Linked DNA regions of Mus musculus: region 1 is linked to region 2. Evidence: chromatin contacts called from public promoter capture Hi-C data. All regions are on one chromosome and are shown on one strand. The core of a region is the stretch at or near the end of the contact, and the rest is flanking DNA. Distances in the headings are between cores, read along the strand shown. Region 1 holds the start of Ppan (peter pan homolog). Region 2 overlaps Gm39299 (a long non-coding RNA gene).

The links. Promoter capture Hi-C pulls out the DNA fragments that hold promoters and counts their contacts.
Region 1: a promoter capture Hi-C map of neural stem cells shows a contact between it and region 2. The contact joins the promoter of Ppan here to the enhancer-like site in region 2. A contact is called at or near these places in 8 of 39 promoter capture datasets (the 3T3-L1 cell line, cranial neural crest, embryonic stem cells and 2 more), 1 of 15 datasets of contacts at CTCF or cohesin (embryonic stem cells), 15 of 484 Hi-C or Micro-C datasets (the G1E-ER4 cell line, adipose-derived mesenchymal stem cells, cortical neurons and 7 more), 16 of 115 datasets of contacts at active chromatin or transcription factors (the 230-238 cell line, the NIH/3T3 cell line, acute myeloid leukemia and 7 more) and 3 of 9 other capture datasets (adipose tissue, embryonic stem cells and pancreatic islet).

Annotation. Positions count from the first base shown.
Region 1 is chr9:20,886,298-20,890,571 of GRCm38.p6, forward strand. It overlaps Ppan (peter pan homolog), which reads left to right and starts at 1,878. Exons shown (of 11, transcript NM_145610.2): 1 at 1,878-2,020; 2 at 2,110-2,280; 3 at 3,041-3,142; 4 at 3,337-3,387; 5 at 3,474-3,644. The coding sequence starts at 2,003. It overlaps LOC115487308 (a small nucleolar RNA gene), which reads left to right and starts at 3,187; the gene lies at 3,187-3,271.
Region 2 is chr9:20,737,242-20,742,075 of GRCm38.p6, forward strand. Gm39299 (a long non-coding RNA gene) reads left to right here. Exons shown (of 4, transcript XR_003948292.1): 2 at 1,523-4,527. It also overlaps a transcript of Olfm2 not described here. Among named protein-coding and RNA genes, the nearest start is that of Gm39299, 12 kb to the left of the region's middle. Within about 2 kb of position 3,365, at least 37 of the 459 cell types and tissues checked have an H3K27ac peak or open chromatin away from gene starts, as enhancers often do. A contact at or near this core is called in neural stem cells and rod photoreceptor, where this site is marked.

The DNA of each region.
Region 1 (4,274 bases), core at 628-3,127, 150 kb after region 2:
CCTGAGTTCAATTCCCAACGTCTACATGGTGGCTCACAACCATCTGTAATGGGATCTGATGCCCTCCTCTGGTATGTCTGAAGACAGTTACAATGTACTCATATACATAAAATAATTCTTTAAAAAAAAATAGGAAGCCAGATGGGGTGGGAAGGCAAAATAGGAGGTGCAGAGGGAGATCCTAAAAGGGACATAAGATGCTAAGCCTTGGGGTGAATGCTCTTCCCTTCACTGAAGGACTTTTGGGAAGAGCCCAAGGTTCTGCAATTGAGATGGGGGTGGGGGGTGGGGTTAAAGGGAGAGAGGAAGGTTTGAAAGATTCAGAGTGCTTGCCTTCCAGAGGAAGTTTCCACACTTCTGCCCATCTGCAGACAGGATTTTGGGGAGCAAAGATGGCCCTCAGGATCTGACAGACAACTGCGTGAGCCCCAAGTGTCAGGGACCACTGTGCCCAGGATCAGGACTGCATCTTTATTCACAGAAGGCAGGGTGCCAGGATACTTAGTTGGGGGTATGTTAAGGGCCTCAGAATAGAGGAATGGCTGTTAAGATACAACAGATGGGACTAGCAGAAGAATGAGCGAGAGAGAAGTGGGGGCAGGAACAAAGGAAGGAAATAGATGCAAGGAAGAAAGAGAAAATGAAGGAGTCAAACTAAAGATGAATGAAAAACATAAGGGAATCCAATACTGGTAAGCTGACGTCACTGGCCGATAAAATTGCCTGGAGAGCTAGCTCAGGGTTAAGAGCACTAGCTGCTCTTACAGAGGACCCAGGTTCAATCCCTAGCACCCACATGGCAACTCACAACCATCTGTAACTCCAGCTCCTTTTTCAGAAGTGACACACAAACATCTGTGCATGCAAAATACCCATGAGCATAACACAATTATATTTTAAAACATTTTAGAGGTCTGGCAAGATGACTTAGTTGAGTAGAGACACCTACCACCAAGTCTGAGGATCTGAACTCCATCTCCAGGCCTCATATGGCAAAAGGAAAGAACCAACTCTTTTTTTAAAGAGTTATTTATTATATGTAAGTACACTGTAACTGTCTTCAGAAACACCGGAAGAGGGCGTCAGAACTCATTATGGTTGGGAGCCACCTTGGGGTTGCTGGGATTTGAGCTCAGGGCTTTCGGAAGAGCAGTCAGTGCTCTTAACCGTTGAACCATCTCTTCAGCCTGAGAACCAACTCTTAAAAATGACCCTCTGATCTCCTCATATGCACCACCACAGATTGGCCTAGTCGGCCATCACTGGAAAGAGAGGCCCATTGGACACGCAAACTGTATATGCCCCAGTACAGGGGAACGCCAGGGCCAAAAAAAAAAAAAAAATGGGAATGGGTGGGTAGGGAAGTGGGGGGGAGGGTATGGGGGACTTTTGGGATAGCATTGGAAATGTAACTGAGGAAAATATGTAATAAAAAATATTTAAAAATAAATAAATAAATACAATCTATTTGGAGAGGGGGTGGACATGGTGGTACAAGTCTTTAGTTCCTGTCCTTGGAAGATACGGGCCCACGGATCTGTGTGAGTTTAGTCAGCCAGGAAGGGTGGCACATGCCTCTAATCCCAGCGCTCAGTGTACGCACGCGGATCTCTGTTAGTTGCAGGCCAGCGTGGGCTGCGTGAGATCCTGTTTCAGAATAAAAAACTGAAAGGCCAAACAAAGGGGGCAGTACGCTTGCCGAAACGTTCAGGATAGGGACTCGAACCCTCAAATAATTGTGAGGCCCCTCTCTTTTGTGCAAAAAGGACCACGGCATCTTTATAAAGACCCCTGGAAAGGATTCTCGGTCCTTTAAGCCGTCCGGAGCCAAGGACCGTTGGATGACGTCACTGGCCGGCACGCAGGAAGTGGGAAGAGTTACGAGCCGCGTGGCACCGGAAGTTGGCCACGTAAAGTCCGTCCTCTTTGCGTCTCCTGCACGGAAGTGAGCGGTGTGCGCCGGAAGCGAATACAGAGGCTGCCTCGTGGGGAAGCAGGCAGCATGGGGCAGTCCGGGCGGGTGAGGCGCGGCGGCCTGGGCGGGCATGGGGCACTGGTGGGGTCGCGGCCGAAGCTTGGGCGCTCACCGCCTGCCTGTCGTCCCCGCAGTCCCGACATCAGAAGCGCAATCGCGCCCAGGCGCAGCTCCGCAACCTCGAGTCCTACGCTGCACAGCCGCACTCGTTCGTGTTCACGCGAGGCCGAGCGGGTCGCAATGTCCGGCAGCTCAGCCTGGATGTGCGGCGGGTCATGGAACCTCTCACCGCTACCCGCCTGCAGGTCTGTATCCCTCAGCCCTTCAGCTCCAGGTTCGGGGCTCGGCATCTTGGCGAGGACTTGGGGCCAGAAGCTGAGCGCCTGCCTTCCATGTGGGAGGGCTTGGCTGAATCCCCAGCACCTCTGACCCAGGCTTAATGGTGTGCAGGCGAAATCGGGAATAGAATCGAGGGGGAAGATCACCATAGAGACCATCTGTGGTTACATAGTGAGGTCTTGTGTAAAAAACGGAAAGTCATACTTTGGGGGCAATCGCTAGGTGACTCAGTGGGAAAGGGGGCTTGCTGTTAAACTGTAGTTCAATTCCTGTGCCCCACGTAGTGGAGGGGGTGAAACAGCTCCTGAAGTCCTCTGACCTCCATCTTTGCGTCCCTCCCAACAGGCTTGTAAAAAATACTTTTTAAAGAGTATTTTTGAGTGCTGGGGCAATAGTTTAGGGGTACAGGTAAAACCCCAATACCTCCAGAAAGGAGTGTGTGGTCAGAAATACCATCTCAGAATAATCGTTTAAACGTCTTCTCTCAATGTTTGTGTCCGTTTCTTTTTTTTTTTTTTAAAGATTTATTTATTTATTATATGTAAGTACACTGTAGCTGTCTTCAGACACTCCAGAAGAGGGTCTCAGGTCTCATTACAGATGGTTGTGAGCCACCATGTGGTTGCTGGGATTTGAACTCTGGACCTTCGGAAGAACAGTCGGGTGCTCTTACCCACTGAGCCATCTCACCAGCCCCTTGTGTCCGTTTCTTTCTCCATTTATCAGGTTCGAAAGAAGAACTCCCTGAAGGACTGTGTGGCAGTGGCTGGCCCCCTGGGGGTCACACACTTCCTTATTTTGACCAAAACAGATAACAGTGTATACTTGGTGAGTGCGCGCCACACCGTCCCTTTCCCTCCCTGAGCCCCAGCTGCTCCTGTCTGATGATGAGCCCATTGCCCTGAGCTCTTGTGATGCTGGCTTCAAAGTAAACGCTCTGAAGTGAAGGAGCAGGGCTTTCCCTTCTCTCGCCCCACCCGCCAGCCAGACCCCTGCACCCTCACCCACCCTTTCTTTGGCAGAAGCTGATGCGGCTCCCAGGAGGCCCCACTTTGACGTTCCAGATCAGCAAGGTGAGAAGGGTAGATATGAGAGCCCGGCTTGCCTGGGGAGGGCCCTGGTCACACGGGTGCTTAGCCTCTCTTCTCCCTCCTTTCAGTATACACTGATACGGGACGTGGTCTCTTCCCTGCGCCGACACCGGATGCACGAGCAGCAGTTTAACCACCCTCCCCTCCTGGTGCTCAACAGCTTCGGCCCCCAGGGCATGCACATCAAGCTCATGGCCACCATGTTCCAGAACCTGTTCCCGTCCATCAACGTGCACACGGTGGGCCAGATCTGTGACAGCTGCCGGGGCCAGGGTTGGACAGTTGGAGGGGGAGCAGACCACATGTTACGCCTCCATTGAGTGGAGAGACTCGCTTGGCATAAAGCAACTGATTTGATGTTAAATTCGGAGGCGGGGCTAGGAGTTGATAGGAGGGTCTCATATATCTCAAGCTGGCCTCCAACTTTGAGGCTGATGCTGGACTTGAACTTCTGATCTTCCATCTCTTCTGTGCTTAGTACACCTTGAAAGGTGTTGGGCTTTGTGCATTGTAGGCCGGCACTCTGCCAACTAAGCCATTTCTCTGCCCCTTATTCTGGATTCAAGGTCGTATGTTAGACCAGGCTAGGATTAGACTTGTGGTCTTTTCTAATAAGCCACCTAGGAAGACTAGAGTGTCAAGTACGCTCCTGGCTCCAGAGCTTCAGATGCTAAACCCTGGCATCAGTGCTTCTCAGATTAGGTTCCTTACAATGTCTTAAGTCTGGTGGTTGGCTTTGGTGGCCCCTTTAGCCAGTGCTTCAGACAGTCTGAGGACTCTGGTTGTAGTAGCCCCTAACACCTGCACTAGGCATCCTAGTGCCTTCTGCAGACACAGACTGCTGGAGAAAGCTACACTCCTTCCCAGCT
Region 2 (4,834 bases), core at 2,115-4,614:
TATGTATGTATGTATGTATGTATGTATATCTGCATAATCGTATGTGCACATGTGAATGTAATGCCCACAAATGCCAGAAGGGGGTACCCTGAAGTTTTAATTATAGGTAGCTGTGAGCTGCCCCATGTGGGTTCTGGAAACCAAACTTGGGTTCCCCAAAAGAGGAACAAAACCTTAATTGCTGAGTCATCACTCAGTCCCATGATCCCCAGACTCCATGGGCAAATGCATCATCTCCACAGGATTTATTTATCTCCAAAGCCAACTTGCAGAGGTGTCTGTAGTCTCAATATTGAGTGAGACATGTGTGAGTTCCCAGCTGGGGTTAAGCCAGGGTTTGCTGGGTTCTCTACTTTCATACTAGAAATGTGGAGCTTCCGTTGTGCTTAGAATCAAGTTTTGACACCTCTGTGCTTTTTGTTTGTTTGTTTGTTTGTTTGTTTGTTTTGTTGTTCTTTTAAAACATTGTCTCACATAGCCCAGGATAGCCTCAAAATTAATATATAGCCAAATATGACTTTGAACTCCTGATTCTCCTCCCCAGGGCTGGCACCGTGGGAGTGCTCCACCAAGCACAGTTTCTGTGGTGCTGGGGTTGGAACACAGGGCTTTGTGTGTGCTAGGCCAGCACTCCACCAAAGAGCCGTCTCCACCACCAATGCTGGGCCTTATTTGTTTTGATTTTGAGACAGGATTTTGTTATAGCCCTGATCATCATTATAATCGTTTATCACTCTGTGTGTATGTGTGTGTGTGATTTAGTGTGTGTGTGTTGCCTGGTGCCTGTGGTGGTCAGAAAAGGGCATCTGTTTCTCTGGAAGTTAGGGGTGGTTTTTAGCTGCCATGCGAGTGCTGGTAATCAAACCTGGGTTCTATGGAATAGCAGCCAGTGCTCTTAACCACTGAATTCTCTCTCCTAGCCTGTGACTACTGACTGACAACTCAATAAATTCTGATTGCTTAACTTAGAATTCAAGGTCTTTGTAACCAGATCACAACCATCCTTCCCACATTCACCTCTGATCTCACCTCCCATCCACACCCAACCTGAGTTCCCATTCCCAGAAGCCATGTATTTCCGGTCCATGTCGGCTCAGCAAACGATCCTCTGCATACTACACTTGTGTGACACTGAGCCTTGTCCCCAGCCCCTTTCCCCAGGGATTCTAGGCAGGGGCTCTACAGCTGAGCCACGCCCCTAGCTTCCTTTTGTTTTATTTTAAAACAAAGGCTTGTTAAGTTGCCCAAGCCAGCCTTCAACTTTCAAGTTTTGTGCCTCAGCCTTCAGAGAGCTAAGATGGCAGGCATGTACCACCGTACCCAGCTTGCATCTGTCTCTTGGACTTGTAGACTCTCAGACTCTCCAAAGCGAGCTGTGTCTCTCATCTCTCCCTGTCACCAGTGTGTCACACTGAAATTACCAGAGAAACAAGGGGAAAGCATCCCTCTCTCAGTGTATTTACTGTGTTTTTCTTTCCTTTTTTTTTTTTATGTTAAGATTTATGTATTTTTTTTTTTTTAGTGTTCTATCTGCATATACACCTGCTGGCCAGAAGAGGGCATCAGAGCCACCATGTGGTCCTGGGACTTGAACTCAGCCGCTCTGGAAGAGCAGCCAGCGCTCTCAGCTGATGAGCCATCTCTCCAGCCCCCTCTTTCTTTCTTTTTATATTAAAAATGATTTGTTTATTTTTATTTCATGTGGACTGGTATTTTGCCTTAAAGCATGAATGTCTGTAGGAGGAGGACAGATACTTTGGAGTTACAGACACGTGTGAGCTGCTACATGGGTGCTGGGGATTGAACCCAGGTCCTCTGGAAGGGCAGCCAGTGCTCTTAACTGTGGAGCCATCTCTCCAGCCTCACTGTGCTTTTCTTGAGGCTAATCGGGATCTCTGGGATTAGGGAATGAGGAGTTGTGTATCCTCTTCACGGCCTTGACTGACTTTACTTTTGACTTCCTTTATTTTTGTGCAGTGACATTTTATAGTTCTGTCTTCTAAGTAGGACTTGGCATCCAGTAGTACAGATCATTAGAACTGTGTGTAAAGGGGCTGGCAAGATGGCTTAGCAGGTAAAGGAGATTGCTGCTAAGACTGGCGACCTGAGTTCTAGCCCTAGAACCCATATGGTAAGAGGAGAGAACCAACTCCTGCACGCTGTCCTCTGGCCGCCAGAATCAGACACACGCTCACACTCGGGTAAATAAATGAAATGGTTCAGTGGGTAAAGTGCTTGCCACATGAAGTATGAAGACCTGAGTTCTGATTCCCAAAGCCCGTGTAAATGTCAGGTGGGCGTGGGCTGCGTAGAACCTCAGCACTCACATGGTGGGAATAGGAACTTCAGAGAGAGCTGCCCTGCTAGACTAACCAGAGCAGCATGTTCCAAGTACGTGGACAGATCACGCCAAAACATACAATAGAAAGCAACCTAGGAAGACCACAGATGCCAACCTCTGGCCTTCAGATGCACACTTGGCCACATACATGCTAACATACACATACCTACACACGGGCGTGGGGGGGGGAGGAACGGGGTGGGGAGGAGCGGGGCAGGAGCCAGAGACTCTAAGTTTACTGGTGTTCAGGTGAACAGCTTTCCAAACACACCTCACCCAATCTCTTAGCTCCACTCAGGTGTTTCCTGCTTCCTCTTAGACTAGCCTGAGGCACAGATGTACCAAGCGTATTGGGGCTGCTGCCACCCTGTGCTTAGTGTGGATTCTTGGTTCTCTGGATGTGAGAAAATCTGTCAGCCCTAGGGTGACCATACCCAGTCCCGTACTTGGTAAGCTCCAGGCCAGTGAAAGATCCTCTCTCAACAACACGAAGTGATGCAGGTGAGAAGATTCAGAGACTAAGGTAGCTTGGCGCCAAACCTGAAGACCTGAGTTCCAAACAGTGAAAGAGAGAACTGACCCCCGAAGTTGTCGTCTAACCTTGACATCTCTGACTTCCTGTGGGCACCAAGCTAAGAACTCTCCCCTTCCTAAATAAATAAATGTGATTAAAATTTAAAAACAAAATAAAGCCAGAGGGTGGTGGCGCACGCCTTTAATCCTAGCACTACGGGGGCTGAGGCTGGCAGAGTTCTGTGACTTCGAGGACAGCCAGGTCTACAGAGTGAATTCCTAGACAGCTAGGGCTACACGGGGAAACCCTGTCTTGGAAAACCAAAACCAAACAAACAGTACCAACAACAAAACCAAGTGGAGTGCTTGTGAGGAGCCCTAACCAAGGTATGTCTGTTAAATGTATGCCCGCACAGGCGGGCGTGCACACACTCACACAAGCACACACACCCCTCGCGTCCTGCACAAACCTCACTCCACCACTAGGTGTCGCCCCAGCTCCTCAGTTTTGAGCCCAGCCCCAGGAGGTTCCTCACGCAGTTTGTCCTGATTTCCCCGCCCCCAGACAAGCTGGGAGGTTAACACCTTGATAGGATAAGGAAGTTCAGCTCGGCTCTGAGTAGCAGCGCCCTTCCGTGGAATTTCAGCCTCTGCTGACACCCGTGATCTCAGGCACCTCCCTGGGCACAGGGGTTCCCACTTCTCCAGTGGTCTGCTTTCTGAAGTTTCAGATAACAACAGAAAATATTCTGTGAAAAAGTCCAGAACTGTGTGAGTCATACATTTTGTTTCATTGTGACAGGGTCTCATTTTGTAACCTGGGCTAGCCCCAAATTAGTGGCAATCGCCTGCCAGAGTCTTTCTTCTGCGAGTTGGGATTCTGGGTACAGAATCCAGGGCTTTGGGTGGTGAGCTATGTACATCTGCCTGATTTGTTTTGTTTATAGAGCTGCGGGAGGTGGGGTGTCTCATGTAGCCAAAGCTAGTCTCAAGCACTATGTTATGTAATAGAGCAGTGGTTTTCAACCTTCCTAATGCTCAGACCTTTTAACACAGTTCCTCATCTGTGGTGACCCCAACCATAAAATTATTTGTTGCTACTTCAAAACTGTAATTTACCACTGTTATGAATTGTAATGTATTTACCTGATATGCAGAATGTCTGGTATGTGACCCACTAAACACACAGACTGCAAACTTCTGGAATAGAGGTTGACCTTGAACTCCGGATTTGACACCATAGTTGGTTCTGTGTGGTGTTGAGGATTGGAACTCAGAGCTTCATATAAAACAGGCAAGCATCTTGTCGACTGTTGGTTACACACCTTCAGCCCTCGATCAGCTCAATCCTCGAGTTTCCACTTGTACAGTCTTCTTAGCAGTGTGAGAGAGAGCCCTGCCTTTGCTGGCTGTCCTGCCTGGGGTGGGGGAGGGGACCTTCGCTGTGTGCAGGCTTTCCTCTCTACCTGGTGTTCTCTCAGTTTACTCAGAGCCCCCCAGTCCTCAGCATGGCTACTGTGACGCTGCAGCCTGCACGTGTGTCTCACTTCATAACTGTCTCAAACAAATGATTTTAGATGGCCGATCACAGCAGCCTTCTGAGAGAAAGTGATTGAAGCAGAAAGAAGAGGAAAGGGTATTGAAATATAGGGTCCAAGGGGAACAACACCCAGGTAAATGGAAGGGAGTGGTAAGTGCAAAGGCCCTGGGGTATATGACTAAGTCGAACTAGTCCTTCCCAGCCTGTGGGGACCCCTAAAGCATTGGCCCTAAGTCCAGATAAGATTAAGATAAAGATAAAGTGGGCATGGGTGGGGTACACACTTGTCGCCCAGCACTTGAGAGTGAAGGAGGAGGATCAGGTGTGCGAGCCATCCTTGGCTACATAGTGAGTCCATCCTGGTCTACGTGTAACTTTGTCTCAACAAAAACGAAAATATTTTAAAGTAAACAAAGTAAGACTTCAAGGAGGACTTTCAG